6 separate regions of the Mus musculus genome follow, and all the other regions are linked to region 1. The links are chromatin contacts, called in public HiCAR-type, HiChIP or PLAC-seq and promoter capture Hi-C maps. All regions are on one chromosome and are shown on one strand. The core of a region is the stretch at or near the end of the contact, and the rest is flanking DNA. Distances in the headings are between cores, read along the strand shown.

Evidence for each region. HiCAR-type assays count read pairs that join an accessible place to other places. HiChIP or PLAC-seq counts read pairs in DNA pulled down with a chosen protein or histone mark. Capture Hi-C pulls out chosen DNA fragments and counts their contacts.
Region 2: a promoter capture Hi-C map of liver shows a contact between it and region 1. The contact joins the promoter of Plcxd2 here to the promoter of Nectin3 in region 1. A contact is called at or near these places in 6 of 39 promoter capture datasets (3T3-L1-derived adipocytes, embryonic stem cells, liver and 3 more), 8 of 484 Hi-C or Micro-C datasets (LSK cells, the N1E-115 cell line, Sertoli cells and 2 more), 1 of 115 datasets of contacts at active chromatin or transcription factors (astrocytes) and 1 of 9 other capture datasets (liver).
Region 3: a contact with region 1 is called in an H3K4me3 HiChIP or PLAC-seq map of neural tube, with 5 times the contacts expected there. The contact joins the enhancer-like site here to the promoter of Nectin3 in region 1. A contact is called at or near these places in 7 of 39 promoter capture datasets (the 3T3-L1 cell line, cranial neural crest, hippocampal neurons and 2 more), 1 of 484 Hi-C or Micro-C datasets (muscle stem cells), 3 of 115 datasets of contacts at active chromatin or transcription factors (embryonic forebrain, neural progenitor cells and neural tube) and 1 of 9 other capture datasets (pancreatic islet).
Region 4: a HiCAR-type map of kidney shows a contact between it and region 1, with 6 times the contacts expected there. The contact joins the enhancer-like site here to the promoter of Nectin3 in region 1. A contact is called at or near these places in 8 of 39 promoter capture datasets (the 3T3-L1 cell line, 3T3-L1-derived adipocytes, cranial neural crest and 4 more), 7 of 484 Hi-C or Micro-C datasets (the AML12 cell line, epidermal suprabasal cells and liver), 8 of 115 datasets of contacts at active chromatin or transcription factors (craniofacial prominence, embryonic forebrain, embryonic hindbrain and 5 more) and 2 of 9 other capture datasets (liver and pancreatic islet).
Region 5: a HiCAR-type map of kidney shows a contact between it and region 1, with 6 times the contacts expected there. The contact joins the enhancer-like site here to the promoter of Nectin3 in region 1. A contact is called at or near these places in 7 of 39 promoter capture datasets (the 3T3-L1 cell line, cranial neural crest, epiblast stem cells and 3 more), 3 of 484 Hi-C or Micro-C datasets (adipose-derived mesenchymal stem cells, embryonic fibroblasts and liver), 5 of 115 datasets of contacts at active chromatin or transcription factors (VIP interneurons, embryonic midbrain, forebrain and 2 more) and 1 of 9 other capture datasets (pancreatic islet).
Region 6: an H3K27ac HiChIP or PLAC-seq map of neural progenitor cells shows a contact between it and region 1, with 8 times the contacts expected there. The contact joins the enhancer-like site here to the promoter of Nectin3 in region 1. A contact is called at or near these places in 8 of 39 promoter capture datasets (the 3T3-L1 cell line, 3T3-L1-derived adipocytes, cranial neural crest and 4 more), 1 of 484 Hi-C or Micro-C datasets (cerebral cortex), 5 of 115 datasets of contacts at active chromatin or transcription factors (astrocytes, embryonic forebrain, kidney and 2 more) and 1 of 9 other capture datasets (pancreatic islet).

What each region holds. Positions count from the first base shown.
Region 1 is chr16:46,495,289-46,499,043 of GRCm38.p6, reverse strand. Nectin3 (nectin cell adhesion molecule 3) reads left to right here and starts at 2,077. Exons shown (of 6, transcript NM_021495.4): 1 at 2,077-2,429. The coding sequence starts at 2,270.
Region 2 is chr16:46,008,351-46,012,105 of GRCm38.p6, reverse strand. Plcxd2 (phosphatidylinositol-specific phospholipase C, X domain containing 2) reads left to right here and starts at 1,693. Exons shown (of 4, transcript NM_001134480.1): 1 at 1,693-2,412. The coding sequence starts at 2,250.
Region 3 is chr16:46,893,117-46,896,871 of GRCm38.p6, reverse strand. No RefSeq gene overlaps it. Among named protein-coding and RNA genes, the nearest start is that of Nectin3, 400 kb to the right of the region's middle. Within about 2 kb of position 1,596, at least 8 of the 459 cell types and tissues checked have an H3K27ac peak or open chromatin away from gene starts, as enhancers often do. A contact at or near this core is called in neural tube, where this site is marked.
Region 4 is chr16:46,839,100-46,842,854 of GRCm38.p6, reverse strand. No RefSeq gene overlaps it. Among named protein-coding and RNA genes, the nearest start is that of Nectin3, 340 kb to the right of the region's middle. Within about 2 kb of position 1,889, at least 1 of the 459 cell types and tissues checked has an H3K27ac peak or open chromatin away from gene starts, as enhancers often do. A contact at or near this core is called in kidney, where this site is marked.
Region 5 is chr16:46,798,927-46,802,681 of GRCm38.p6, reverse strand. No RefSeq gene overlaps it. Among named protein-coding and RNA genes, the nearest start is that of Nectin3, 300 kb to the right of the region's middle. Within about 2 kb of position 1,946, at least 1 of the 459 cell types and tissues checked has an H3K27ac peak or open chromatin away from gene starts, as enhancers often do. A contact at or near this core is called in kidney, where this site is marked.
Region 6 is chr16:46,766,578-46,770,332 of GRCm38.p6, reverse strand. No RefSeq gene overlaps it. Among named protein-coding and RNA genes, the nearest start is that of Nectin3, 270 kb to the right of the region's middle. Within about 2 kb of position 1,717, at least 11 of the 459 cell types and tissues checked have an H3K27ac peak or open chromatin away from gene starts, as enhancers often do. A contact at or near this core is called in neural progenitor cells and second pharyngeal arch cranial neural crest, where this site is marked.

The DNA.
Region 1 (3,755 bases), core at 828-3,327:
CTATCAACTGTTTTCATAGAGAGAGGATTGTTTAAAAGCTCCAGATCACCCTTTGGAGATAGCCTCAGCCTGTTAATTCCTTATTCTTCGAAGCAGACTGCACAGTAGCCCCCGAATTAAGCCTTTGGCACCTTTAAAAAATGTTAGCTAAATTATTTTTCCTGGAATCTGGAGCCATCAGGGGAAGACTGGGGAAATGAAATTGGCTAACGATATTAAAATTTTGGTTAACATTTAACTGAAACTCAGCAACGTGTTAAAGTGCTATCTAAACAGATAATTAGCTGGTGGTTGCAGCAGTGGGCTCTGTCTAAATTTAGCAGTGAAATTAGATTTAGGGAATGTGAAAAGAGGGGAAGAAGTGTTCTCAAGGGAAAGAGTGGTGTCAGCACAGCTGAGGGGATGTCACAATAGCTACAGTTTGTCAATTATGAGCATCATCCGGGGGATCTCCCCAGCAATGCAGGGCAAGGTTTATTCATAAGTGCATCGGGAGGATAGGTGGATAGGTGATAGAAGGCAGTGATTGCAGGAAGACTGGGGCGGGCAGATGGAGGGAGAAAGACGGAAGGGGTGGAAGTAATGAATACAAGTAGCCCCAGTGCTGGGAGCAAGATAAAAAAAGAAGAGAGACTGGATAGGATGCTACGGAGGTGAGTAAGACATCATAAATCAGTGTGTTAAGCCGAGGAGATCCCAGTGACTCAGTCTGGAGCACGACGTTGTCGTGGGCACCAGGCAAGCTTTACTTTAGTGGCCACAGGCTGCTCTCTGGGTGGCTGTTATTCTTATTGGAGCACATCTTTAGCTATCTGGTGGGGATGGTAGGACAACATAAAATTAATGGTGTCCGGCCTCCGGACGGTGTCCTCCGCTTCCACCGCCTCCGCAGATAGCCCAAACTGTTCATCCATCTCCTTCCCCCTACGGTAACTGGGGCTTCAAGGTCAAGTCACTCCGGCTGTGCGTGGCGGATAGAGGAGGAGGGAAGGGCAGACAAGCTTTGGGGGTTTGAGGGAGGGTTATGGTGAATCACAGATGCTCCTCTTAAGGGTAAATGTTTAATACTTCCCGAGGTCACTTTTCTGAGAATAACTCAAAGAGAGACACGCGAGAAAATAAAATTACAAGTGCGAACATGCGAACGATCAAAGAGAAAACAAGACCACACTCGAAGACCTCGCATGGGAGATCCATGGCCTCCTGTTGCCGGTCGCCCGGCGCAGAAAGTGGACAAACGGGCAGCCCAAGAGAAGCAAGAGCTAGAGAGCAAACCTTTCGGAGGGCCCCCTCCTGTCCTCCGGCAGCTCCGCTGACCCTTCCAACAAGCCTCCCTCCCGGTGTAAAAAGCAGGCTAAACGCCTGGGCCAACACCGGTCCCGGACAGAGGAGAACCGGGATGCTCCTGGGGAGGAGGGAGGAGTGGAGAATCTCCTTTCAGTCCCTACGCCTGGGTGAGGAGGGAGAAGGCTGGTCCAGCCCCGCGGTATCCAGCTTCCCAAATTAGGCAACCCCCCGCTCCGACCCGCGGAGAGCCGGTACCCTCATCTTGCCTTCCCCTCACCCCCCTGGTTATCCCTGGTCCCGCTAGGGGAACCTCGCCACTCTGGAGGAGAAAAAGGCAGGACTAGGAGTCCCGCAGCCCTCCGCCTCGGAGCGCCTCTGTGTGCCCCGGCGGCCCCAGCCCCGCGAGGGGCGGAGTGGGCGAGACCATCTCCAGCGCTGGCGAGGGGGGGAGACGAGGCGGGGCCAAGGGGCGGGGCCGCCTTGCCTGGTCCAGATTGCTTAGCCTCGGGAGAAGCCCGGTTTTCCAAGTGGATGAAGTTTTTTTTTTTTTTCTTTTGGAAGTGGGAGGAGCGTGTGGGGAGAGAGGGTGGGAGGAGACTCGGCGGGCGGCTCGGCCGGCGTCCAGGCAGCCCGGCGGCAGGGAGGGCGGGCTCGTCCCGGTAGTGAGGGTCGGCGGCTCCCCCTCCCGCAGGGCGGGGTGGTGCGTTCCGAGTTCCCAGGAGTTCGCGGCGGGCGGGGACCGCGGGGAGGGGAGTGGCGGCGGCGGGCGGCTCCCGCTTCAGCCTCGGCAGTGGCATCGGCGACGGCGGAGTCGAGGCAGCCGCGAGCGCTCGGCCGAGTGGCGGCGGGCGGCGACGGCGCAGGAGCCGGGGGTTGAGGACACGCGCGCTGGCCCTTCCGCGCCGCGGCCGCCGCCGCCGCCGCCACCCAGAGCCTGAGGCGCCGGGGCGCGGGCGAGCGGGTGGGCCGGGGCAAGGCGGGCATGGCGCGGACCCCGGGCCCGGCCCCGTTGTGTCCTGGAGGCGGCAAAGCACAACTTTCCTCGGCGTTTCCTCCCGCGGCCGGACTGCTGCTGCCGGCCCCGACGCCGCCGCCGCTGCTGCTGCTGCTTATTCCCCTGCTTCTCTTCTCCCGGCTCTGTGGTAGGTGAAGCGGGCGAGCGAGGGGTTGAGCAGGGCGGGCGCGGGCGGCGAGGCTAGCCGAGGCGGTTGTGCCGGGCGGTTGGCTGCGCGAGCGGCCGCCGCGGACTTTGCCTGGAAACTTTTCGCCGCGCCCCGGGCGAGGCCCGGGAAGGGCAGGGAGAGCGAACAGGGCGCCGACCGCTGGCTTCCCGCCCCCCGAGGCCGCGCGGGTCGTCGCGCTGGGCCCCCAGGGCTGGCGGTGGAGCTCGGTGCGCGGAGCCCCGCGTGCCCCGGGAACCGTTACTTCCGAGCTGATGCGCCGAAGCGGAGAGCGCGGACTTCTAGGCTGAGGTTAGGATGCCTGAGTGCATGTTGCCGCCTCCTCCTTTCTCTCCGATGAAACTTGAGCTGCAAGTCCGGAAACCCTGTGGACACTAGCCCAGCGCACTGTAGCCTTCGGGTCCACGCCTCCTGGCCTCCGGGAGAAGGCACCATCTTAAAAACCCACTCTGCGCCTGCATCCCCCTTCCAGCACGATTTGTGCCCTGGTAACCTTTGGATCTTTGGGTTGATCCCAGATGGTACCCTCACGCCGCCTTCCAGTTTTTGGACGTCCTTCACGCAGCCCCTGGTTATTTTAGAAGAAAACCTTGTTCTCGGGGACGCAAGATTTACCTTTTGAATACATATTGCACCTACTGTTCCCTGGCTGTTAAAACAAGTAGCCCCGGGTTTCTCCAGTGTGCCTCTTTTATTCCAGATTTAGGAGCTAATCTCTTTGTAAGTTCCGTTCCCGGAATCTGAGACTAGTTTTAGAGACCTACTTTTTTTTTTTAAGGAAGATGAAAATGAAATGATATATTTACTTTTCATGCTAGAGAAGTGGACGTGGTAATCAGTGGACAGCATTGATTTGGTGAAATAAAGCTACCAGTCAGTCTTAGGCTATTGAATGTCTGGGTAATATCAAAATGCCGCAAGGTGTTGTTCATTTAAGGATTGCTGACGGGAAAGATGGAGGAATACAACTTAGATTTAGATTTTTTTCAGACAATGGTTATCAGTGCATATGAAATCTTAAAAGCTGATGTACCCGTATTTATTATAAGGGAGAGATGTGAACAAATTTCCTTAGTGCTCTGATGCAGAAGAAAGAAAAATCTGCTCCTGGTAGGTGAGTCAGGGTAGTTAGTTCATAGGGAGAGGAAATTATGTTGAGGTTGAGTGCCACTTACAGACTGAGAATTTTAGTACATTTCCAGTGCTGTAAGTCAAGGTTTTGATTTACATGGAGTGCTTTGTGAGAAACGACATGCTATCATGTCCAGCATGTCCAGTTTCCATATC
Region 2 (3,755 bases), core at 444-2,943, 490 kb after region 1:
TGGGGACTTTTGAAGTTGAACTCAATGTATTTTTCATTATACTCTGGCCAGCTGTAGCCCCCATAGACTCATGTGTTTTAACAAGCCTATGGGAGCCAGAAAGTAGAATGTGGTCTTTTGAATATGGTTGGCCCAGGGAATGACACTATTAGGAGGTGTGGCCTTGTTGGAGTAGGAGTGACCTTGATAGAGGAAGTGTGTCACTATGGGGGTGGGGTTTGCCAGTCTTCACCTGTGTTTTGCCTTTGGAACAACATGTAGAACCCTCAGCTCTTCCAGGGCCTGCCATGCTTCCTGCTATGAGGATAATGGACTGAACCTCAGAACCAGTAATCCAACCCCAGTTAAATGTCTTTTATGAGAGTTGCCTTGGACTTGGTGTCTTTTTACAGCAACGGAAACCCTAACTAAGACAGGTAGCCTGGGATACAGGGGTAAAATGGAGGTCATCTGGTGATTAAACGACAGCTGCCCTAGGGTTTTATACATAAACTCCAGGAGTTTTAAGAGTTCTGGCCACTGTTCTCTTTTCCCCTAAGGCCCTCCTGAGTCTCTAGGGTCCTTCTTGCTATAAAAGGCTACCTTAATTTAAAATTTTTTAAATAAAATTATCTGTTTGCCAAAATAGTATTTTTTTATTATTTATTTTATTTTATTTTTATTTTTTGCAAAGTATGCAGGTCAGATCTTGGAGGTGGCTCAGTGAGTAAAGGTGCTTACTGCCAAACTTGACGATCTGAGCCCCGGGGACGGTCTCAAGGAAGGAGAGAACTGGAGTAATCTGTCCTCTGAACTGCACACATGCATGTTCTCACAGAAAAACGCATACAAGAAATATATAAATCTAACTACAAATTTTAACTAACAATATCGGATTATAAAACTCTGTACTACATTTGAATACTATTTGAAGTGGGAACAGTTCAGGAAGCAGAGAAGTGGGTCTGTGTTCTACAGACCGAGTTAGGGAACCTCATTTCAAAATGAACTTTGCACAGACTGCCACCACGTGACCTGCCTCAGGCTGTTTCATCCATTCGAGGAAGTGTATCAGCAACTCTGAGTCTTGTGGTAATGCTGTGAGGAGCAGGTGAGACAAATAATTCAAAAGGTTTCAAACAACAGCAACAGGAACCCAAAGCACCATTATCTCCTCCTCTGTGAAACGGAAATAATGGCACTGGCCAGTTTCAGCGGACTGTGCAGGAGAACTGTCAGTTTGCATTGTTTCAAACACAAACCTGCTTTGATGCTGCCATCTAAATAGGAGCCGCAGCAGCACCTTTCTCTGGCCTCTCTAGCTCTCCTGTTTCTGCTGCTACGGTGGTTTGAAAAAAAAAAAAAAAAAAAGTAGCGCGTTTCTGGGTAATTTTCACCGCAGTGAGAGTAAGGCCGAGGGAGAGAGGAGAAACCTTTGAGGTCGCGTCAGAGATCTACAAGAAAAAGATCAATCTGAGGACAGCCGGCCACGGTGCACATCTCCCCTTCCGGAGCAGCAGGCCGCAGCCCGACCTGTCCACTCGCTACCCCGCTGGAGTGGAGAGGGGAGGAGCTAAGAAGCAGGGGAGGCGTGGGAGCGCGATGTAGGGGCGGGCCCTCAGAGCGTTGTCCAATCAGAGAGAATCCCGCCAACGACCAATCACAGCTCGCCTAGTCTGGCAAATCTGCCCGGCAGTGCGGGGCGGGGCCGCCAGAGTCCCGGGGCTGCCGGTTACTCTTCTGAGAGCCCTTCAGAAAAGCACAGGGCAGTGGGCAGAGAAGCCAGGGGGCGGGGGTGCAGGCAGGCCCAGCCTGTGTACCAGCCCGGGGAAACCCACGGAAGCACCCATGAACAAGAGATGGTGCAACCCGGGTGCGCACGTGTGTGCAGCCCGCTGGCACGTCTCTATGCCCTGTGGGCACCTGTCGTGTGAGTAGCTCCGGGTGTGGCTGTTCCTGGATGTTGTGGGTTTCAGGAAGGTTTGTATCTTCGGGCCTGCCTCCCCCGTCTCCAGAGGGGAACTAAGAAGTTTAACTGACCAGGGACTGAGGAGATTAAAGGAGTGGATCTCAGTGGCAAGGCGAAGAGGGTGGGGACTGCGGGAGCAGCAGGCAGGGGAGCACCTATTTGACCCATCTCCCAGCTAGAAAAGGATCTTGAAAAGACTGGCGTGACCCATGTGCTCTGAAATGTTTAGAGAGCCCCGAGCGGTGATGACCACAGAGTGAGTGGCACTAGACTGAGCCTGTCTAAATCGTGGACGACAGGGATGCTTGCATTTAGAAAGGCCAGAAGGAAACTCAGGATGGGTACCATCTGCTCTCCCAATCCCAGCGGGACAAAGACAGCCTCGGAGGTCTGCAATGCCGACTGGATGGCCTCGCTCCCCGCTCACCTCCACAACGTCCCCCTTTCCAATCTGGCAATCCCAGGTATTCGTCTATAACTACTTGTTCGCACTGTGTTTAATGCTGCCATTTTAGTGTTTGCTAGTGGGTTGGTTGTTTTCTGTTGTGTTGAAAAACAATTGTCAGTGATCTCTTTTTATTTCCAAATTAAAAAAAAAAAAAAAAAACTTAACAGGAAGGTAGCTGCTGTAAAGAGAGTCAGTCAAGCCGACTGCATCACTGGCAAAAGGGACAGTTGAGAGAATGGAATCACTGCGCTGTTGTTTTGTTGTTTTTATTTTGTTTACACCATACGGCCTCAGTCTAAGAATGTTAACCATCTTGATGCAGAGGCCTGGGTATGTGAAAGGCTCGCTGACTTGAATCATTTAAGGGAAAGGGGGAGAGATCAAGAATAATGGGTAGAAAGTCCTTAACAATCTTAGCTCTGGGTCAACATTGAAGCTGAAAAGAATATTTTTCTCATTTATCTGACCTTTCTTGAAAACAAAAATCAGATAAGTGTTAGAAAATAGGTTCAGATTCTAGGCTGGGCATCAAGGCACATAGTTTTGTTGTTGGAAATGCCAGAAATAGAGGATGCAGTCTGTCCTCACAGGCAGTCATTAGGTGTGATGAAGTGACGGTGTTTGAAGCTTTGTCTATATATACACAGGTGTCTGCCTAGCTGATGTAGAACTGGAGCCTTGAGAAGCACCTCTGTTCTTGCTGCATTCCTCTGCCAGAGGCTTCAAAGCTTGACAGTGCTCTCGGGCAATTGGTTGATCTTTCCACTGAAAGGCTTGCTAAAACATAGTTATCTTGGGCAGGATGTTTAGACCACACTGAGCTCAGGTTGGTGAGGTGGGTGAAATCCTACAATGCTGGTACTTAAGAAGCACTCAGGGAGCAAGCGGTGGACCAGTTCTTTCTCTTGCTTGGGGACATAGCAATTAAAGTTTAGACTCTCAGACAAGCCCACATGCATTCCCTGGACCTACTTGCTTTTCTCTTCTGCCTTAAAAGATGACCTCAAGACACCTCCATCTGCTTTCTATGCATGGGACAGAGAGGTTTGGGGTTTTTTGTTGTTGTTGTTGTTTTGGGTTTTGGGAGGTTTTTGTTTTGGTTTGTTTTTGTTTGCCTTGCTCACCTCTCTTGGAGCTCTTCCAGGTTCACTGTCCTCATGGGCCCTAACTGCTGTTAAACAAGAGAAAGATTGAAAGATTTTGTTACAGCTACAAGTCCCTTCTGTCTTACTGGCCCTTAACTACAGTTCCTGGGGAAATGCCAGATGGCCATGCTTCAGAACATGTCTCCTCCATGTTTAATTGATGCCTATGGAGTCACTGCCAAACGATGCATGGGACACTTCTAACATGAGTCAT
Region 3 (3,755 bases), core at 347-2,846, 400 kb before region 1:
TTTTTATTAGCCAATAGCTCTGCCATATAAGCTACTGATGCACATATATCTGGGCATTGGAGCTCAATTGACTACAGAAATGCATTTTTAACAGTGCCTCTAAGTTTCAAAGCCTACATATTGAGCAAACTGTTAATGCTCTGGAACTGGGGGTATTAGTCACTTGGTAAACATTTGAAAGGATGTGGATGCAAATCAACACAGTTAAAATCCTCCATTGACAGCTCTTGGTGGTAGTTAGTGGCTGCGCTGAGAGGGAAGAATTGTTTTATTTTTCTTTGTGGGTATGGCTGTTCATAGGTTGTCTAAGCTTTGTGCTGTGATGGGTGGTCCCATACCCATGTATATACAGGCAGCCTTAATTGGGCTCACTGGATTATCAAAATCAGAATATGAAAGTATGGAGAAAAGCAATGGAGGGCTACAGGGAAAGAGGGAGAGAGGAAGGATTTGGGTCAGATATAGTCAAGATACACTGTATACATATGGAATTTGTCAAAAAATAAATCAAAACAACATTCTAAAAGAATCTATATTGACAGTTTAGTGAAAGGTGGTTTGTTATAGCAGAGAGGTCCTTGACACACAGCATATACTATAGCAATGTACATTTGTGTCAAAATCGCCCTGTTCATAAACATCATAGAGTTCATTTCTCAAGAATTTTAAAATAGTCCCATGGGGGGTAGGTATGGGGGACTTTTGGGATAGCACTGGAAATGTAAATGAGAAAAATACCTAATTTAAAAAAAAAAAAGATGGTACATGTAGTCTGCAAAAACTGTATTTTCAAGTGTGCCTGTTAGAATCCTGAGTTTTTGCTGGGTTTAGTGGCACATGCCTTTAGTCCCAGTACAGGTTGGAAAGAGAGAGATAAGTCTGAGGCCAGCCTGGTCTACATAATGAATTATAGGACAGCAGAGATACATAGTGAGAACCTGTGTCTAAATAATTTAAAGAAATCTGAATTTTGTGATTCTGGTATGTATCATGTGTATTATTGTTTGTTATGTGCATTTCCTTTTCTTAAACAGCATCTGAATTATACTTCATAGTGAATACAGAAAAAGCAATTAAACTTTTAGTATTTACCATAAACATGTCATGCTCATATAACTACTACAGTGTCAAGACAACTAAAGGTGATGAGCCCACAGAAGTCTCCTCTGGGTCCCTGGCATTTTGAGCCTTTCTTCTTTCTTTCAAAGATAATCACACTTGAAGTCTAAATGGTATATTGTTTTGAATCTTCCAGCTTTCATTATTGTGTTATTTTATGTCTTATTTCTTATGTTCAATATTGTGGTATTTATTCTTGTAGCTGAAGGTAGCTAGTGCCATATATCTTTATTTCTGCAATAGCATTCTGTGGTATGGATATATCATAATTTATGTATCTAGTTTAATGTTGATCAATTTTGGGCATGTCCAAATCTTGGATTGTGACAAAATGTTGTTAGATTACTACTGCCAACCAAAATAGGATAATGTGATGGGATAAATCACTTTGCCTTGGATAGTAGCATGACTAAATGAGTCAAGTTATGACAAAATGCTTTCAGGATATGAGATGCCGAGCAATAGAGGACAGTGATTCTGTGAGGTGAGCAACAAAGAAGGTGGCCAAATGATTCATATTGTTTACTACTGTCAAAGAATTTACAGAGCATGGCGCTAAAGGGGATTCCAGGGAAACTCAAATGTTGGAAAAAGGACAAATGCTTGGAGAAAGAACCAGAAACTCTATGTGTCTCCTGGAATATTTGGGAATATACTGATCTGCATACACATATGAATGAACTATGTGAGACAGAGGAAATCTGACTACAGCAGAGAAAGAAACCTGATACAAAGGGTTGGGATTGTAGCCCAATCACTGCAGCCCAACTGGAAAATGTGATTATTCACGGGACATTGGGTAGCATAATAGGGAATGTTTTGCCTTTGTAGTAGTGAACAGTTAACCCCAAATTACACATTTTAAGTGTCTCTTAATGAATCTTAAAAACAGGAGAATCTACATAATTTGAGGGACCTACTGCAAATAGCTATACCAGAAAGTTATTAAAGCTATCAAGTTGGCAAGAATAGATGACTAAACTAAGCCTAGTCCCTATATAGTTATGACTCTTATATGACTGTTAAGTTTGTTGTCTGTTGGTGTGATAATCATGACTAAATGAAACTGGATAAAAGGTAGGGTTTATTTCATCTTAGACTTCCAGGTAACAGTTCATGATTGAGGAAATACAGGGCAAGAATTCAAGAAAGACCTGAGGATGAAACTACAGAGGAATGCAGTTTCATCTACTACTATAAAGGAATGTAGTTTCATTTACTGTCTCAAAATGTAGTTTTGTTTACAGGCTCATGTTTCAGCAGCTTTTACAATACATTCCACTTCTACCTGCTTAGGCATATAATGGACCATAGCAGGATAAACCCTACATTAATTAGTGATCAAGAAACAAACATATCTGTAGGTTACTCTTATCAAGGCAATTTTATTACTGAGTTCCTCTTTTCCCTCATGACTCTTGGTTGTGTCAAGTTGATAATCTAAGTAGTACTGACCCAGGATAATTCACTATTAACTTGAATAAATATAGAATGACCCAGAGGATTGGTAAGGCACATCCGCAGAAGTGCCTATGGGGGGTTTCCAGAGAAGAATAACTTATGGGAAGACTCATCTTAAATGTAGATTGGACAATCCCATGGGCAGGTTTCTTCAAAAGAATAGAATAAGCAATAAGACAAGCCACCTGAATTTCTACATCTCCTTCCTTTTCCTTATCAGATGTGAAGTGAAAAATTGTTGTGGCCACAATATCCTGTGCCAGTGTCTGGTACAAAGCCATGAACCAAATACTCTGAAACCAGGAGACAAATCCTTCTCTGTAGTTGTTTCAGGCACTAGGATCACAGTGGCAAAAGCATAATGAACCAGGATACATGCCCCGAAGTGATACCAGAAGAGTCTGAAGCGTTTCCAAGGAACTTAGTTTTGTCTATTAACCCTACAGTCCACTTTTATTTTCCTTTAATTTGTTTTCATTTTTCAAAACCATGAATATTCCTAGTTCTTCCTGGATACTTTATATAAAAATTATGAAAACAGTTTGTAACTTAGGATGCTGATCTGTTCTTCCAGAGAGAAGGAGAATCCAGAGATTGAATGAATTCAAGGTAGGCTTTCTAGTTCTAGGGCTTACAGATGTCTAGCTTCACCCTTCTTCTGCTATGTAATTTTCTATGATTCTGACCTGAGCTGACAGTTTCAAAGAGATCTCCACATGTGTATTCCTAGAGACCAGATTTTCTTTTTTCTTGTTCCTTTGGAAGCTTGGCTCTGGTAGATGTTCTGATTAACTTTTTAAACTTTTAGCTGTATCTTCTTGATTTAGTAATTGCCCTTAGGGAAAATTTATCCACTCATAGCTACTTAAGAATATTTCCAAAATTACTTTTGGTAGAGTCATAGTTTTGTGTTTAGAAGCAAATGCAAATGTATATTTGCTGTTTATCTCTGTGTTAAATGCTTTACTAGCCTTATCTAGATATAACAGTCCTCTCAGGCAATAAAATTGTCAGTTCAGAATGCTAGAATTCCATTAATACCTTAAATAAGGTATCCCATGCTACATAATTAGTAAGCAGTAGAGTAACAATGTACACTCTGCCTTGCTGATTTTAAAATCTCATTTCATTGAACAAAACAATAATATCCTATTTAAGGTAAGATGGAATGTTCA
Region 4 (3,755 bases), core at 640-3,139, 340 kb before region 1:
AAAAAAAGCAACGTGGATGCAGCTTTCTTCTGGCTTTCCCACATAGGGTTCTTTTACTCAGAATCTTGTAAGAAAGCACCAGCCATAAGGACCGAGTTATGGAGGTGTTCAAACCACCAGCACCACCTATTATTTTCATCTACATTCCAGACTGATTGCTAACTATGCAAAGAAAGACTTTAAATTCCAGCTCCCAGCATTGGTGCTGCCCAGCAGACATCTAGTCAAATGGCAGAGAAAAATTCCTGGCAGATTCTGGCACATTGTAGAAAAGGAACAAAATAAATGCTGATTTTGCTATAGCCCAATGTTTGCAAGTGGCTTCATCTGAAGCAGCAGCAATATTTTTTCATCAGCAGAGGCGAATATTAACAACCCTCATTCTATATAGTCCTGGGAACATCAAGACCAAGTGTAAGCTGACCAAATACTGTATCTTTCTTCCTGATAACAGGCTCATACCTTTTGTTGTAGATATTTCCCAATATGGAACAGCTGAAGGCCCTTCAGGCTCCAGTCTATCATGTTTATCTCCCAACTCTTAAAATTCTTCCTATCAGATCTCTCTGCTGCATGTATTTTAGCTCATGTGAAAATATGCCTGTGGGCTGGGGGTGAGGCTGAGGATCTGGCCCATCATTGCAGAGAGAAGCCTATGAGAAGATTGACTTACAAATCTCCCCTCAGGCCATATCTACTTGGACTGTACTTTATAAACCACCTGTGAAAGAGAAGCTTCTAGAGGAGCGTGATTTCATTCTCTGTCATTTGATAAAGGGCAAGTGGCCAAGCAATACAAATAATAAAAGACGCTTAAAGGGAGACATCTTCCTGTCAGAAAAAAAAGTACTTTATGAGGGTTGTGGGGCTACAATAGAAGAGAATTTGGGAATTTTAATACCCTGTACAAAAAAACCATTTACTGGGGACAAGATGAGAGGGTTACAAAAAAATATTTATGCTTTATAAAACTATAAAAAGCATAAGCTAGAGGAAAGTACAGAGAAAACTAGAAAATAACAGAAAGCATCCACAGGAGAACTGTGGACAAGAACACAACTCTTTTTTTAGAAATGAATGAGATCTAAGGACTGTGTGTCACCCACGCTTGTCCTTTGACATTGTTTGATATAGACCTTGAACTGTAGGGGTCATTCTGATGCATGGAAGGATTGCATTGCATCACAGATAAATAAGATAGTCAGAATTTACAGCGAGTGTGATACCTTTTCTATTTTTTCTTTGCTAACCTAGTTCTACCACAGCAATAAAAACAGAGGTGCTATGAATGAATATTTTAAATAAAAATTAAGAAAGCATGCATAAATGCATGTCCTTTGTTGAATATCTCCTAAGTTCATTTTAGTAGTTTTACTTTGAGCTATGTTTAGTGCATAGTTTGTAAAGAACTATGCTTTTTTTTCTTCTTGTTAATGTTTAATTACAATACCTATTACTTCCAGCTATCTAGAACTCAGTGGCACTAGTTTCTGTACCAATTCACAACAGCATCTCATTTCAGCCTCATGAAAACCCTTTGAGGCAGAAACTGTTACTTATTATTTTCAGATCATGATAAATTAAACAACATTCCAAGGCTGATATAACTCGATATTCATGAACCCAACTATTCTTATAATCTCAAACAGTACCTTCCTATCGCCAATCTTCTCTTTTGCTTATTTAATTTTCCAGAGAAAAATTGCAAGCTGTTTTCCCACCAATGCAGTGTATAATACCATATTTCATCCACTTCTTTATTTAAAAGGTCAGAGAATTTGGCTTCTAGAAAAGGAAACAATTGTCAGCAAATTCCTAATATAGACACAACTAATAGGTTTGCTCATTAACAGCATTCCAGTCTGTCTAAGAGTTAACCACAGAATCACTGATTGCTAGCTTGAGAGTAACATTGATGCCAGACTCCAAAGTGAAGGGAAATGTACATTTCACACTGGCTCTGGCTGATTGCTGAGTCTCAACACTGTCTGCAGGCAGGTCTTAATAATTCATCTTCAACATGTTGTATGTTTTAAGAATTGAAAATTATATGATTTAATGTGCTCTTAAGCAGGCATGGTATCTAATCCCCAAAACAGAACTGACAGCAGAAACTTTCCAATTAATTTAACAAACATTCTTCAAAGAATTTGCAGAGTCATATTGGAGGTCAACTGGTATTATCCAAAGTGGCAATTTTCCCATAAGATGTCCCATGGAAATTTGAAGTTCTTCCCATCAACAGGCATCCATGTCCTTTACGTCTCTCTACAGGATTTGTGCCTCCTTTGACCAATAAAATGTGGAAGAGATAACTAGGTATCTGCTCTAGTGCTAGGCCTTCATGGACTTCGTGAATTCTTTCACTCTAAGGAACCATCCTAACCACCGAGAAAGACATACAGCAGAACCATAGGATGATGAGAGGTTCCAGAGAGATGATTATCCCCCTCTTTGGCAGTTTCAACAATGCCTAGGACAAAAGGATGAGCATGAAGACCCTCCAACTCTACCCCAAGCAGCACTCAAAATAATAGAATGTGTAAGTGACCTCAGGGTAAGCAGAGCAACATGGGTATTATCCAGAACAGGAGAGAGGCTATTTCTCTGAGCCACTAAATTATAATAGGGTTTACTGTCCACTGAGAGATCAATACAATGCTCTAAGTGAATCCAAAAGTATGTTTGGGTAATATTGCCTTTGTCTCTAAGTTCCATTCATTAAAAGTGATTTTCAAAGCCTAAGCAATGCATAACACTGACACTAATGCATAGTATATTTACTTGGCAGTAAGGACTTCAGTTTGGTGTTAAGCATAGAGCAGATATTAGACATTTCTCTGAACTAACAAGGAATGTAACGCCATTACCTCCATTCCACATTAATTGCTTTGCCAAAATTAAAAATAAAAATGTTTTCTGCCAACCATGTTTTGGCTCTCCTGAAAGTCATGGAGTTTAGGTTTTGTTATTGCTGTTTGTTTTCATGCTGGTTGGTAAGTCCATTTGAAACATGGATATCAAATATGCCATCTGCCTCTGGTCGATGAAAGGGAGCCCCTTATGCTTTTTAATTTCATGTTAAGCCTAAAATCTTTGACCCAAACTCAGAGAGTTTTAAAAACTCAAAACGTTAAGAATAAAAAGCCGTGTGTCACCATGAAGACAACAAATCCTTGAGCACACTTGTGCTGAAACTAACTTACAATCACTTGAGCTAACTATGAAACTAACTTCACCCTTGAGCTGGCCATGTCATGGCACTTAGTTAAGAACTGAATGTGACCTTCAGAGGTCACTGGTTTGATGCTTACCAAATACTGCTTTACATATACTGGCTGTTGTTTTGTTCTCCTATGTCATATTTTTCCCCGTATCAAAATAAATAAATAAATAAATAAATAAATAAATAAATAAATAAATAAAATAAAATAAAATAAAATAAAATAAAATAAAATAAAATAAAATAAAGCAAAACCAATCTCCAGCTGAAAAACATTTGGCTAGGACCTGTCTTATTTCAAGTATTTTCAATTTAGGGAGGAAAATTTTATTTTTCCATGCAATAGATACTAATAAATGTTTAATATCTAGTTCTGTGGTAAAATAAATGTGTGTTTGCTTCAAGTTTATATACTTCTAACAATACAAAATATTTGTGGCACACAACTTACAAAACATGATAGCATAAGACTATGCTAACTTTCATGTACCAACTTATTGGCACAGACTATTTTTAATACTTTTTACTGGTT
Region 5 (3,755 bases), core at 697-3,196, 300 kb before region 1:
AGAAGGTTCTTACAAAGAATCTCCAGTATTGGCTTAGGCTCTTCCCTGTGGGTCTCCTTTGCATGGCTGGGGCTGTTCTGTTGTGGCTGTTGCTGGTTTATTCCTTGGGAGAGCTTCCTTTCCCAAGCTGTGCCAGATCTAAAACATAAACCCTTCTTCAGCATGAGGCAAACCATCCCATCCACTTGCAGACTTTCACTGTGCATAATTAACTTCGTACAATGAGCATTTGGAAAATACATCACAATTCATAATAAATGTTATGCCTAAAACTGAGAAGTCACTGTCACTCCTGCCATTGAAAAAAAAAAAAAAAAAAGACCAAGCATCAGAGCAAGTAATTTTCAAAGTTCCACATAATCCATTTTTTCCATAGCCTCTGTATTACATTTGTTGATACTAAACTGTTATTTATTAAACTCAGTTTTAACGTCCACACTTGCCATAAGTACATCCATCAAAAACATATCACAGACAGTGCTATTTCTCTTCAATTAGCACAGAACATGCCGGTTGATGGCTTGTTGTCTGTGATAGCCCCCTTGAATACCAAACTGAAAAAGAACCTGGCTTCAGACTGCAAAAGCTATAAATCTCAATTTCACATGACCTTGAATGAAGTACTTAACTCCTCTCAGTCTGGCTCATTTGGGGAAAATGTGTGTGAAATTGGTTGCTGCAGGGGATCGACTGGAATCTGAGGTGACCCATCACCTGGTGCCTAATGCAATGTCTCGTTATAGTAAACATGAGGCATTATTGTGACCTGGTCCACTCACTCCATGGGTTTTAATGATCAGATCCCTGTTCAAAAGCAGCAGGACCCTTCCTGAATCCCATCTTAAATGTCAGACTGTAGCTATTTGCTTTCAAGTCAAGACACTGGAGGTTACCCTTGGAGATGCTGCCCTGCTATTTCCCACTAAGTATATTTAATGTACAATTTCTCAGTACGCAGAACTTCATTCACCTCTATTCTGAAGTTGACCCTCTCTCAATACCTGGCTTTTTTTTTTCTGTGTTCATTGCAGCTTGAAGGCAATTCCATCAACAGGTTTTCGTCTTGCTCTTTCAGGTATGATTTATTGTATATCTGCAGGGTCTGAGTTAAGATGGTCAAAATGGGATTAGCTATGGACAAAAGCAAAATGTGATAGAGAATGACACAGCCACTGTAGCCACTGTCTTGTCCTTCAGGGTATTAATGGTGATCACATTTTCCTTTTTTTTTTTTTTTTTTTTTTTTTGGTGGGGGAAGGTCATTGATGCACTGTGATTAAATTATGCTATATGCAATTTAATAGTAGGTACTACTTACATCACACCTACATCTCCCTTCTGCTGGCATCAAAACATTTGCAAGCATTATGGTGGTACAGTTGGAAGCAGTTGTTTCCTTTTGTCTCTCTTTCAGGTTTTAAACGATAACAAGAATCGCATGTGTGCTTCACTTGTAAGGCAAATGATTAGCAATAAAGATGAATAATAACTTTTATTAAAAATTAGAGTAAATAACAGATGGCTGAACCCTTGGATACCCCAGTAGAGAAAAATCCCCTTTGGTCTTCTTGCGCAGGCACTTTAGGAAATGTGTATGCTCCTTACTTTCTGATGAGTAACAGCATGTAGCATTGTTAAGCTTGATTAAGCAAATTTAATTAGTGTTAGTCAATGTGTTTTTGTAAGTGGATAAAAAATATTCTAGTTTAGGCATGACTGTTAATCTTTAATTTATGAAATAAAAGTTAAAGTGTAACCATAAAATATTAAAATTGCAATGAGCCGCATTTAAAGGACCAGGGTCCTTTTTTTTTAGTGAACTTTTCTCAATTGTTTTTCAAACCTGAAATTCAAAAGAAGTTGACTTTCACCTCCCCACTTTCTTTTTCTTCACTACCGTATCAGGTGCTAAAAGTAAAATAGTGTCAAGGGTCGGACTTTTCCTGCTGAGGCTACTTAACTTCTAAGTCAGCCTGCAGTCCGTATTAATTCCCAGCCAGATTTTGTAGTGTTCTTCAAACCTCAGTTTTCAGTTTATGGATTTCTTCAGGGTCTACAAGACTAAACAAATAAGGGGAATAAATATCTCAATTAAGAAAATAAAATTACCTTGTGGAAAAATACATAAAATAATAAGGTCAGTTTTAGAATGTAGAAGTCCTGCAAGACATTCTAAGGATAAAAGAATTCATAGCCTAGGATGAATTTGTAACTTTCCATTTGTACCAATACTAGTCTGATAGTTTAGGAGACCCTAATAGAGTTCAAAGTCTTCTGTTATGCAGCTAATATTCCTGAGAAATAGTAAATCTTGCTTATAGTCTTCTAGAATGTGTATTCATAGTCAACATAGTCAATCAAACTAGATGAACTCTTCTTTGCCTTTCCTTCCAAGTCAGCTGCTTGGGAGTGCAAAAAGGAAAGAGAAACATTAACAATAACAAAGAGAGAGAAGCTTCCTACACATATATGAAGGTGGGGAGTTATAGATAAAGATGCCAGGCATTTGAGCAATTGCATTGCATTTTACTTGAGAATCTCAAAGGGATGGGGGATGATAAACACCTTTGCTCTTTCTATGTTATTTCAAAGTCTGATTCTCTTTTTTCTAACTATGTACTAATCTTTACCTTTCTTAATTCATAAGCAGTTATAGTTGCTTTCAATGGGAAATGAAGATTAACCTGTGTTTACCCTTTTTAGCTGTAGTTGACTAATCAGCTCTACTCCTAGCAGCCACAGTGCGAGTTCCTTGCTGCCTACCCAAATGCTCTGTATTCTCGAATCACACACACACACACACACACACACACACACACACACACACACACACACACACACACACACACACACAGAGCCTTATATTTAAAATGTCTTGAATAGCGCAGTGACTGGGCACTTCCAAACCTCCCCACAGCTAACACACTCTCCCCTTCAACATTCCTGAATTATTTCTTACTAAAATTTATATTCTATCCTGGCTGCCCTGGACTGAGGGCTACATCCCTCCAGGGCCACGAAGCCCAACTTTTACATGCTGTCAGTCTCTGCCCTGTACTTCTTAGTGCTGCTATTTCTGTTTTCCTAGCATGGTGGTTCTTCACCTTCCTCTCTCTCCTTTGTTCCTTGCCCCTGATCCTTAAGTCCTGCCTCTGTCTCCCTGCCCAGACATTGGTAATGAGGTAATGAGACAAATATTTTTAGAATTACGAAGATAGTAGACCTATGTCCATTCACATCAATAACTACATTAAATAAAATTTTTCTGTATGTAAATTTAATTTGGTAGACACAGATATTGGCAAAAAGTAGTCTACCAGTACTCCTTAAATTTAACTTAACATGAGTCTGAAAGGTCAGAATTCAAGACCAACCTGAATATTCTGCTCAGTTGTCTATGGGTGCAATGTGGTCTTTCTAAAAGTATGGAATGCGTTCACCTATGAAAAACATGGGGTTCATGCTTGGAAAAAGTTCAATGCACTAATCCCTAAGTTATCTTAGGATTCTCAGGCTGTATCAATGAGATAGAAATTTTTTGAAGACATACTCTTCCAGGATGTTCCATAAATAGTTGGGTAGATAGCAGATAGATATGGAGGTAGATACTGAATGGGTGATATAAATACCCATTCTCGTACAGATTGAAAACCATAATTAGCAAATATTGAGTATCCATTGATAGTTGGAGAAGCAGCTGCTATGAATCGGTTAATAATTTGCTCAAGGTAAAACAAACTCCAATTTTTAATCCA
Region 6 (3,755 bases), core at 468-2,967, 270 kb before region 1:
GTCTAAGAATATGGGTGTCCTCTCATCTAGTTTGTGTCAGACTCTAGGTTTAATCTCCAGGACTACCAAATAAAATAAAATCACAGAGTCATTAAAGAGGTAGCCAACCACTCACTTTGTATTTCTTTACCAAGTCAAGGAGAACATCATAAACTCTTTATCCAGAGGAACAGACTCAGACAGTCCAAAAAGTCCTTGCTTAGAAACTTCTAAGTTACTTAATATCTTTCCAGGGAAAATTTTTCAGATGGCCAGTCAGTGTTTACTCAACTTGTTTGTAGTACTATACATCTTTTGAAGAATAAATCTTAATTCAGTGTCATTTGTTTATCAAAGGAATAGCCGGCTTTCTCTAGATGACCCAACACAAGCATAATGCAAAGGAACTGCAAAAGGGTATGGATGAGCATTAGTAGATCAAAGATTTCTGAAAACAATGTGATGTGCCTCTGAACTCACACATCATGCTCTCTGCATTAGTAGATAACTGAAAACAGACCGACTGCATCCAAACGTGATTTAGAACCAGGCATTTCACCATTTTCACACGTGACAACTTCATTTGTTCTTGTAACTGAAGGAACAAATCCAGCTGGCAGCTAGTAGAGTGCCAAGCAGGTGGACGAGCTAACCCTTCCCTCAGATGGGTCCCTTCTGGCACAAGAGTTCACAAATTCCAGCTGGCTTTGAAGATTTCTCAAGTTCCTTAGAATCTGGGACTTCGGTTCAGAAAGTGGCTCATCCATTATTCATCATCACTTCACACTGCATCTCTAAATTAGCATCTGACCTGAAAAAAGCAATGGTCGGCCCCTTTAAGTACCAGGAGTGGTGAACTGACGTCATAGAGGGTAACACAGTGAGACAGATCAAAGACAGACTCTGAGATTTTGAGATTCCCCCCCCCCCTTTACACATACATTTTTTAAAAAAAATTTAGTTGTCAACAATTTCTAAATGTCTTCATCTTCAGATGCCAAAATATTAATTGTCAAGAAGGAAATGTACTAGGAATTGTTGTGAATTCCCACGTTGTGCTTACCAGTACAAAGTATAACACTCTCTCTATTCCCTGTGGACAGGAGTTGACCTCCTATCATTTCAATTTAAGAAGGAGCTTTTGTTGACAGAAATGAAAAATAAAATTAGACCAAGATAATCCCACGGTACAAATATTCCATTTCTTTCCCTTGGTTCTCTAAAATATGTTTTATGAAAATCTAATAGGCCTATAAACACCATACTAAGTAGTTCTCAGTTGGACCTGATTTGGGTTTTGGGTTTTTTTGTTTTGTTTTGTTTTGTTTTGCTTTTTTGTTTTTGTTTTTGTTTTTGTTTTTTTTATAACAGGGTCATGCTCTACCTACAGCAGCACAAATAATGAGTGAAATGCAAATGCCCTAAGTATTTGCTGTTGAGAGTCAAGGGAATCTATTTAGAAATCAGAAACCTGGTCTTCAGAATTAGAGGGGCTATGTGGTATATTCTAGGAGACAGTGAAACCTAAGATTGCTGTTGTCAGTTTAAATAATAGGATCAGAGTGGGCTGTGTTAATTGTCAGGAAGCAGGTCTGAGGGTTTTGTTAATTAGGATGAATAGATTTCTACTGAAATTTCAGTTGACTGTGAGGGTTTCCAATGTCCTCTTTATAGCTGATTCACATAGAAGCCAGGTTTAGATGCTGTGTGTGGTGAATGTAAATGATCCCAAACTGAGAGACCTCTGCAGACAAGCCCGGGTAGTTCTTATTACCAATGCTAATACCACTCTTGCTTGTCAGGAGCTGGGCTGCATGTGTCCTGGGTTTTGACATCTCTGCATTTCTGCATGTTGTATACAGATGTGCTGAGGATCTTGAACTCTCAGGGAGAATGACAACACCCTAATAGCAGGCTGGAAAGGGATGTCCACTGTGCAGTAATGGCAGTCTGTGCTTTGAAGTGCAAGGGAAATAATCACTGTACTCTGTCTGCTATGCTAGGGTCTAGGGAAACAGATTAATCACAAGGATTCAGATGGGCAATCAGCTACAGAGTCTACATGTTGTTTTGTTTTTGGTTGTTTTTTTTTTAATTTAACCATAGTGATAAAAATAAAGCAAACACAATAAGATTGCTGCAGTAGATGATTGCCATATTTTTCAAATAAATCAGTGAATGCAGGCAGTATGGGTCTGTATCTTCTAAGAGGCAAATTAAACTGCAAATAGTAGAATGGGCTTTTGGCATGATGTGCTTGGTACAATCCATTTCTCCAGATTATCTATCTGTTTAGTGCGACCGTCATTAAAGAGAATGTATTTACCAGAACACTGGGTAAAATGAGCACTGTTCTAGAAATGTGAAGGGCTCGAATACTTCTTTAAGACTTTACAGACTGACTATGTAATTGTGGGGAAAGTGACTTCTGAGTTCTGAAACATATAAAACAGGAAAGTAGAAAATTAGAGAAATCTTCCCCTTAGTATCTCACTTGACAGACCATGGAGAGAAACTGTGGGGAGGAGGGTCAAAGTCAAGGAAGAAACATGTCCTTTTGGGTCATGACTTGGATATTCTTACTGACAATCAGACTCAGGTCAGGGCTCTGCTGCTCATTCCCTAAGTGCCATTCATGTAGTTATGAGAATGCAGTAAATACATAGAGTAAGGAATTCAGGGGGTAACCTGTTCATGGTGTTGACCCTCTAACAGGAGGTTTTCCACTGGTCAGAACACTAGAAATGGTGACATATAGAACTCCATGATACAAACGGTTGCTAATGGTCAAGAGAAGATCTGATACAAGAAATAATTATTTTTCAGTCAGAGACATGTATTTCTATAGTTTGTTGGTCTCCAATCAAAATACCCTATCTCTAGCAGCAAGGAATGTGGCAACAAGGGCTGATGAACCCTAGCCAAGAATTAATCCAGAATTCCCTTAAACCATGGTGGGAATTTATAGCAGAATGTGCTACCTGAAGCCAGGTTGTTTCTCCCAGGAGAAGATGGGAAGACACGAGACCGAACTACACAACTCTAGACTCACGGCAACAGTCACTCCTCACCTGGAAGGGTAGATGAAGGGGCAGCAGAAACATGAGTATTTGGCACCACAGCTCTAGAAGTGTGGTCTCCAAGTCAGTCATTTCTACAAGTCTACAAACCAAGGCTGTTTGCATAGTAACACTACAAAGCTGTAGTTATGCTTTCAGACATACTCTCCAGCAGTGCAGAGTGGAATTTTCTAGAGGATAGGCGGGGTGCATCTGACAGCACAATGGTTTACAGGAGACAGGGAATCTCCAGCTGGGCCCATTAAACCTGACCTTAAAAGATTTGGGAAATTTAAGAAAGTCCAATTTTCTTAAAAAAAAAATTTTTTTTTTTTATTTTGGAACATATGTTTCCATTTGACAGAGGGGGTGAGGAATAAAAAAGTAAATGACTTACATTGCTATCTTGAATAAGTAAGCTTGCAAAAAAAAAATTCCCTAATAATTATTGTTTTGCTCTGTTTTTTTGAGGAATAAAAAAGTAAATGACTTACATTGCTATCTTGAATAAGTAAGCTTGCAAAAAAAATTCCCTAATAATTATTGTTTTGCTCTGTTTGTTTTTTTGAGACAAGATCTCACTGTATAGCCATGCTGACCTGGAACTTGAAGTCCTCCTGTATTGTTCTCCAAGTTCCTGGAGTTATAGGCTTGCAAGTTATTTTTAATATGATAAACATATAAACACAATATTCAAGTCAACTAAGTTCTATGAAT